Regions from separate parts of the Mus musculus genome. Here region 2 is linked to region 1. The links are chromatin contacts, called in public Hi-C maps. All regions are on one chromosome and are shown on one strand. The core of a region is the stretch at or near the end of the contact, and the rest is flanking DNA. Distances in the headings are between cores, read along the strand shown.

Evidence for each region. Hi-C and Micro-C count contacts between places; a contact is called where the count stands out from the background.
Region 2: a Hi-C map of neutrophils shows a contact between it and region 1, with 4 times the contacts expected there. The contact joins two enhancer-like sites. A contact is called at or near these places in 1 of 484 Hi-C or Micro-C datasets (neutrophils) and 2 of 115 datasets of contacts at active chromatin or transcription factors (bone marrow-derived dendritic cells and bone marrow-derived macrophages).

Annotation. Positions count from the first base shown.
Region 1 is chr6:90,749,365-90,753,361 of GRCm38.p6, reverse strand. All of the region lies in intron 1 of Iqsec1 (IQ motif and Sec7 domain 1), which reads left to right. Among named protein-coding and RNA genes, the nearest start is that of Iqsec1, 59 kb to the left of the region's middle. Within about 2 kb of position 1,516, at least 88 of the 459 cell types and tissues checked have an H3K27ac peak or open chromatin away from gene starts, as enhancers often do. A contact at or near this core is called in neutrophils, where this site is marked.
Region 2 is chr6:91,710,633-91,714,794 of GRCm38.p6, reverse strand. All of the region lies in intron 2 of Slc6a6 (solute carrier family 6 (neurotransmitter transporter, taurine), member 6), which reads right to left. It overlaps Gm44981 (a long non-coding RNA gene), which reads left to right. Exons shown (of 3, transcript XR_003956469.1): 3 at 2,226-3,206. Among named protein-coding and RNA genes, the nearest start is that of Gm44981, 9.2 kb to the left of the region's middle. Within about 2 kb of position 1,759, at least 265 of the 459 cell types and tissues checked have an H3K27ac peak or open chromatin away from gene starts, as enhancers often do. A contact at or near this core is called in neutrophils, where this site is marked.

The DNA.
Region 1 (3,997 bases), core at 267-2,766:
GAGAACAGGTCAGCCCACACTGGCTGTTTATCTCCTTCTGTTCCTGAGAGGCCCCTGTACAGACGAATTCAGGGTTCCACCTGTGTGGGCAGTTGCTGGGGTCTCCTCCTCCTTTCAATGCTTGCAGCTCATCACCCTGACTGGGCTTTTTCTCATATGACAGCCTGTGCTTGGTCTGGCCCTTGTGATGTATGCCCTGGGTTTTCTGCACAGCCTTGGAATAAGCTGACTCCTATTAGACCCTTAGTCCAAATATAAAACCAGAGTATTCAGGTACCATGGGCTAGAGACTGGACAAGTAGGCAAGTTCTTGAAAACTGACAATCTTATGGGATCAATTACGGACCTAGAAGGCCTGGTGACAGCACACATAGTCATTTCCTTGCCATTACTCCAAAGTGCAGTCTGATGTCCCCATTTTATAAGTAAGAAAATCTAGGCTTGGGGGAGACTGAAAGTTTACAGTTAGCAAGTGGCCGCAGGTCCCAATTAGCTTGATCTTCAAAGCCTAGCTAGCTCCCCTTTCTTCCTTGACAATTTATGGATCCAGTCTGATACCAGTGAGGTATCTGAACTCACCCCAATTCACACTGTGTCCCAGGATTCCTGGGGGGTACTTGCCAGAGGATAGATTAGCTGGACAGACCCTGGGCTGGGGAGAGGCAGGGTTCTATGGCAGAGAGGATAGGTCCTCTTGTTACTTGGAGCAACTGGGGTAACTTTTGGGGCTCTCAATCTTACAGTGAAAGAATTTAAAGTTAAGACTCAAAAGGAAGCTCAGGGCAATTTATTACAGGTTAAGGAAAAACAGCATAGGCAAGTTGGAAATCTCATTGGCCTCCAGGAGGAGGCATGCTGGAGAGAGTTGTGCCTTTAGAGTTAGATATGGAGGTCAGAGAATCCAAAAGCCCATGGTGATTGGGAAAAGATGCTTAGGAATACAGAACTATGGCTCTAAGTTTATATGCCACCAGATTGCAGGCTCTTGTGTTCCAGGGCAGAAGAATATTTGTACAGGGGGCTGATGGTTAGAAGTAGACATAGAGATAGCTGATTAAGAAAGGAAAAGTACTCTGAGGATAGAGGTGGGCTTATAAGCCTGGTTAAGTCCTTTGTAGTGTCTGCCTTGCCTGTCTGTGTTTTCAGGTCTTTTCTACCTATAGGTACTGTTGTGAAGCCCAAATAAAGACTTAAAGTCTTCCTCCGCAAGCTGACTTAATTCCTAGGTTAATGTTGATGTCTTAATTCAGGGATCCTATTCTGCTACTGTAGTTTCAAGCTTTTCAGCTTCACTCACTGTCTCCTTGAGGACATAAAAGGTTTTATATCTAACCAGCAGTATCTGTAGCTACAGGCTGTGTGGACATTTGGACCTTGTGGCAATCTTGGAAAAAGATGCCTGGTTGAGGCTTCCAACTTAGAAGCTGCAGCAACACTGGGTTATGACACTGGGGGCATTTCAGGGGGAGTTTCCCAGGGTTGGAAGACTATTTCCAGAGAGGTGCTACCCAGCAGGTGCTGTGGCGGGGTGGGGCTGAGGAGATGGGGAAACAGCTACTCACTCACTTCCCCTATCAGCCCCTGTGTGGAGCGGGGAGAGGCCTGCCTCCCTAATCACCTCATGTCCTGTCAGTGGTCACCCCACCCATACCCCAGTACACAAGGGGAAACTGAGGCAATAACCTCAGTGTGCTTCATTCTCCTGTCATCACACAGGAAAGGCTGTTGGTAGGACGTCTACTGCTCTGTGGTCTACTGCCTCACTATGCAATCTACAAAGTCACTGAACTACTCTGGATCTAAGGTTAGCATTTGCAAAACTGAACTGTGGTTTCTTTCCAGAGCAGAAAAGGAGGCTCATGGAAAGACTCTGGCCCAGTGCCTGGGCCTTTAAGCACTTGGAATTTCTCTCTTTGGGTGGTAGACTCCAAGGGTCACACCCTCCGTGCTTCAGAATGGGAGATAGCGTAGATCCTAGAAAGCTGGCCCCAGATTCTCTTCTGCTCCGAGCAAATTGAGTGACCTTGGTTAACTTATCTGGAAAAAAAAATGGCTTAATAACCATCCTGGCATAGGTGAGAAAAGTTAACCAATGCCTGGCCCAGATGGATTTGCCTGCCTGTCAGGGTGGGTACCTAAGCATCTTCCTCACCACCACCTTCCTGTTCCATGAGCTCAGCTGAGTGAGTTGTTATCTGGCCAACAGTGTACCTAGCGAATATCTCCTAAGTGCCCTCTGTGTGTTTGGCCCAGAGTAGAGGTGGTGGTGGTGGAGGGGGCAAGGGTAGTGGAACGCCTTCCTCTTGGAATATCTGGGGCTCAGGAAATGGACCACAGAGTGAAATGTGGCTGTGTGGTTTTGAATGACTTCTTGGGTGGTCACAGGGGACCTGAGTCCAAGATCAAGGAAGCCACTGGATGAAGGACCAGCTGGGGATTCGGGTTCTAAGGACAGAGGGACTGGGAACTTCCAGCAGTATCCCCAAAAAGGAGGGTGTCTGGTTGGGCACAGAATCTGGAGCCACTCCACTGTTGGATAGTGCTCACCTTGTTCCCTCAGCACAGACTGGAAGAGGACCACACTCTAGCTACAGTGATAGGGAGGTAACCTGGCTGGCCCTGGAGTCCCAGACTAAAGGTGAAGGGGACAGCAAAGAGCTGTACTGGGGAGGGTGGGGAGAGGTTGGGGGGGTAGTGGAGATCAGACTCGTTCAGTCATCACGTAAAGCAGAGTTTTTCAACATGTGTCAGGACCCCTTGAGGGTTGAATGATCCTTTTATAGGGGTCACCTAAGATCATCAGAAAACACAGATATTTACATGATGATTCATAACAGTATCAAAATTATAATTATGAAGTAGCAATGAAAATTGTTTTATAGTTGGAGTTACCACAACATGAGGAACTGTATGAAACGGTCTCAGCATTAGGTTGAGAAACATCATGTTAGATAGAGGTCCTGTGAGAGTGTTTGAGGGGGAGTGGGGCAAGCTGGGTACTTAAAACAAGCAGAACATGATAAGCTCCAGGCCAAAGGGATGAGGTAAGGGGTGGGACCCAGAACACAGAGAGGCGGGTCAGCTCAGCCTCAGCTTTAATCCTGTTGCTTCATCTGCTTTCAGAGACATGGCAGAGATAAGGGTGAACTCCACCCACTGGGTCACTAGGGAGAAGTGAAGGGTAGGGGCAGGGCAGGGCAGGGTTAAGGGGCCTCTAGAAAGAATGTGGAAAACCTGGAATTGGGTTTTGTTTTCATATTTTATTTTTATTTTTATTTTTATTTTTTACAGTGCTGAAAGTAGAACCCAGGGCCCTAGGCATGGTAGGTAAGCACTACCACTGGCCACATGACCTCACATTCCTGTCGTTCCTTTTGTCCTCCCTGTACTACCAGGCCTGGCTCTTTTCTCTTCTCTTCCTGTCTCCATTTTCCTCTACCTTCTTTTCTGGGCTCAAGCCATGCTTTTCTCTTAGCCTTGTCCATAGCTAGGACAGGCCAGAGCTATCAAGGACTGTTGGATGTGCATCTAGCTCTCATCTGTATAAGGACTAGTCCAGCCACAGCTTCACTGGAGTCTCGGGCGTTGATGACTCACCAAATGCTTTGGAAGTTGAGGGAGGAAAATTACTTTGGGTTTGAGGCCAAGCTGCAAAAAATTGCCTCATTGATTTCTCACGACAAATCCTGAAAGCATGGGTGCAAATCTCATCTCTTTATTGGCATCTGGTTTTGGTTTTGGTTTTGGTTTTGTCTTTTCAGCAGTGGGGATTAAATTGAGGGCCTCATGTATCATAGGTTAGTGCTCTACCACTGAGCACCATGCTCAGCTATCTCTTTTTGCTTTTTGAGACAGGATCTCACTAACTTATTCAGACTGGCCTCGAATACTTTCTATAGCCCAGTCTAGTCTTGGGCTTGGTGATTCTTCAGTTCTCAAGTGGCTGGACTCTAGGCCCACACTGCCAGTACTGGCTTTAACTTTGTTTTGCAGCTGG
Region 2 (4,162 bases), core at 510-3,009, 960 kb before region 1:
TGCCATCAAGCTGAGACCTATCTAAAAGATCTTGGGGGAATAGAGTTCTGAGGGGAGGGGAAAGAATACACAAAGACAGTCATACTAGGATCTGAAGGGGTGGTTCGGCAGTGAAGAATACCAGAGGTAGATAGATAGATAGATAGATAGATAGATAGATAGATAGATAGATAGACAGATAAGTAGATAGATAGATAGATAGACAGATAAATACAGATAGATATCTCCAGGCATAGTAGTATGCCCTTTTAATTTCAGCACTCGGGAGGCAGAGGCAGGTGGATCTCTATGAGTTTGAGGCAAGGCTGTTCTACATATCAAGTTCCAGTCCAGACAGAGCTACATAGTGAAACCCTGTCTCAAAAATACAAACAAGGGCCAGGCAGTTGTGGTGCACGCCTTTAATCCCAGAACTTGGGAGGCATAGGCAGGCGGATTTCTGAGTTCGAGGCCAGCCTGGTCTACAGAGTGAGTTCCAGGACAGCCAGGGCTACACAGAGAAACCCTGTCTCGAAAAGCCAAACAAACAAACAAACAAACAAACAAATAGGACTTAAAAGACAGTTAAACTAGACCTGGCAACTAAACAGGTAGCCCGAGGATTCCAGTAGGCTAGGTTTAAACTTAGGTTTATCCTGAGTGCCCCACCATTCCACTAAGGGGTGAAAACCCTTTCATCTACAAGTCCCTGGCTAGCCCTCCTTCCAGCTCAGAAAGTGAGTCTGAAGGGCCTACTTGGGGTGTTATGTGACCTTCTGGTCATTTGACCCCAACACCCTGGGGCTACACTCTGGCCCCCTGAGCAGAGCTACTCTGGGGATGGGTGTCTGGCAGCTGCTTTGTGTGCAAAGGACCAATGGGTAGCTGACCTTCCTAAGGCCCACCACTGGTGATATAGGGAAGACAGTGTCTGTCAGCACAGGGCTAGCACCAGACTCCAGAGGTGAAGCCAAAACACAGGGCCACCCTTCTACAAAACATGACTCCAGGCCTGGCTCAGAGGAGCAGTTCTCCCGGGTGGCAGGAGATGGCTGTGTGAAACAAAGCCCCATCTGTCACTTGCCTGTCATCTACTTGTTTGGTCTGGTTATGGGGTCATCCTATTGTTTCCTAGGATCAGAGACAGTGGGAAAGCAAAAATTGTGGGAAGTTCATAGGAAAGACAGGAGGGGCTTCCAAAGTAAGAAGAGGCTGCAAAGGGGAGGTACATAAAAGATCCCTCCCCTCTGAGCTGGACGCCCAGAGCCGAGGCTGGGGGCTGGGGGAGTAAGGCCTGGCCACCAAATGTTATTCGGGCAGACCTCCGGCTTGTAGTAACAAAGCTAGGCAGGAGGGAGAGGGGGAGGGGAGAGAAGAAGGAAAGGAGGGCAAGAAGGAGGGGAGAGGCAGAGGAGGAGGAGAGTGGAGGAAGGAGGGAAGAAAAGAGGGGGGAACTGATCGGGGAGGGAGAAGAAGGAAGAAAGGAGACATGACTGCACCCTGGTGTCTCCAGGGTGCTCAGGGCCTGTCTTAGAAGCAGGGCCGGGGTGTGTGCAACTGGAGATTGTGTACACAAAGCTTCAGAGACGCCTCGCCCAGCTCCTGACCTGGCCAGCCACCTGTCGCCTTTAATGCCTAGGTGGACAAGCTCTAGGCTCCAAAGGGGCAACTCAGTCCCTCCCCCTTTTCCCCTCCTCCTCTCCCCTCCCCCTCAGCTGAGGAGCCAGGGGAGGGTGAGTCAGCAGGGCCCCGGCTCCTGGCACTGACTCACCCGGCCACAGGGCTGTCATTCACTTCCAGCAGTGTCACTTCCCCAGCACCAGGGCTACAGGGTCCTGGGCAGGCGCTGTGGAGGCCGGGACTACTCCTGGAGGCGGCTACCACGTCCACAAACTTCCCCCTTTGCAAGCTACAGAAACCCAAGGCTGCACTGCACCTGTGTATGAAAGGGAAGCAGAGCCCTTTTGTCTTCCTCTCTCTGCAGAAATGCAAGAGAAGTCCCAAGAGTTAGCCAAGCCACCTTGTGACCCCTCCACACTGCCGGGCCCCTAATGTTATCATTGGTGCTGTCTGAAGCCCTGGCTTCATGGAGAGCAGGCAGTGCACTCTGCTCTGTGACCTCAGGCGAGTCACTGCCCCTGGGCCTCAGCCTTACCCTCTATGCAGTGAGTACAATGTCTGGGTGATATTTTAAATGTACCCTTCCCTGCAGTGTTCCTCTTTTAATGCTTCTTTTTCCCCCACAGGAAGGACGTCCTTCCTCCCTCACACCAAGGCCCAATCAATCAATCAATCAATCAGACTGTGGACCTAAAAGCATGGCATCCTCTACCCAGATCCATCCTCTGTTCTGAACAAAGGAGACACTGTGCCTGCTTCCTCACCCTTCCCCCTAGAAGACCTCCAAAGGCTGCTGTCTCACACCCCACACCTTGGCTCCAGAGTGCCCTTGATGGGGAACACTAGTCCATCCAAGAGTAATGAACAGAACCCTCACCAGGCTGTGACAGGCAGCCTCTGGGGTGATGGCCTCATGGCCTCTCTCACCACACCACCAGCCTGAGCTCAGCAGTCTATCACTGGCCCCTTCCACTGAGAGTCCTAGCTGCTTCCAGACATCAATCACAGTAAACACATCAAAGAGTGTTGAGGGGCCTGCAGATGTTCAGGGCAGGCATGCGCTGCAGAGCCACAGGGCAAAGCACAGACAGACAGACAGACAGACACCTAGAATATGCTTGAAAGAGAGGAGGGATGACCTGAACCTGTTCCCGGCCACAGAGCACAACTTCCCCAAGAAGATGAACAGTCTTTTTTGTTGTTTTGGAGAGCCCCAAATCTTCGCTTCCATTTCTATCACACAATGCATCCCCTGAGCGGTGCGCTCTCTGGATGATTCTGTGGTGAACGTGCTGTGGTCTTTCCCCAAAGGTTTCTCAAGGACCAGGGACTTCCCTTGGAAGCTGCATGGTAGGGCCACAGAAGTGCATTCAGATGCAATCCCACTCTGTGGGGGAGGAAACCAAGACCAAGGCCCTACCACACTCTATCACGGACATGGATGGCCACAGGAGACGTGCTCCAGAGAGGGAGCCTGAGGGAGGTAGGGGAGTGGGGACACTCCTAACACTCCCACCCTGTGGATACAGTAGGCACCAGAGGCAGAGAGTAAACTCCTATGGCAAACCTGGGTGCACGGGAGTCATATCTAACTCTGTCAGGCTGACGGACGTTGGTGCAGCGGGTGGCGGTGGTAGCGGCTTCCAGGGCTACAAGATGGTGCCTAACACCAGCTACTGCTTGGCTAGAAGAAAAACTCAGCGTTAAAATCCACACGGGGAGTATCAGGAGGTTGACACAGTCAGCTGTGTCTTCCCCATGCACAGGGCATCTCCCAGAGCAACCCCCACATCTGTCTCTCCACCGTAAGCCCAGGTAAGCTCTTGGGATGCCCAACGAGGCCCAGCACACACCCTGCCTCATCAAACCTTCTATTTGCTAGGGGCTGCACTCTGGTTCAGAACTGGGAAAGTTTGGGCAAAGTTTCAAGATCAGTTTGAGAAACCTCAGTTTCTTTTTCTTTCTTTTTGTTTTTGTTTTGTTGTTGGTGGCGGTGGTGGTGGTGTTTTGTTTTGTTTTGTTTTGACACATGGTCTCATTGTGTAGTCCTAGCAGGCCCAGAACTCATCATATAAACCAGGCTGGCCTTGAACTCAGAGAGCTCCATCTGCTTCTATCACTTCCAGCCAGCCAGCTCTTGGCCTGATAGTCTGTAGAACCCAGAGACAAATCTAGAGTGTAAGTACCTAGACCCATCTGGACCTATTGACTCAAATCTTTAAGGTGGAGCCCGGAAATCTCACCCGTTACATCCGCTTCCCAGGAGTCTTAAAATCAAGAAACGCAGGGAAGGGCAGGGCTGGGACCTGGGAGGCACTGGATAAAATGTCAAACAAAACTGACCAGTGGAAGAGCCGTTGGTTGGCTGATGCAGTGCATTTGTGCCAGCCTGCATACACTGGGGGCCTAGCAAAGGCAGAGGCCTTTCAGAGGCCTTCAAAGGCTGCTCCTCGCCACACCCACTCCTTTTATTTTACAAAGAGAGACAATCAGGCTTAGGGAAGACTCGGGCCCTGGTCCCAGGTAACCAGGTAAGCTTCCAATTCTAGACAAGGCCAAAACA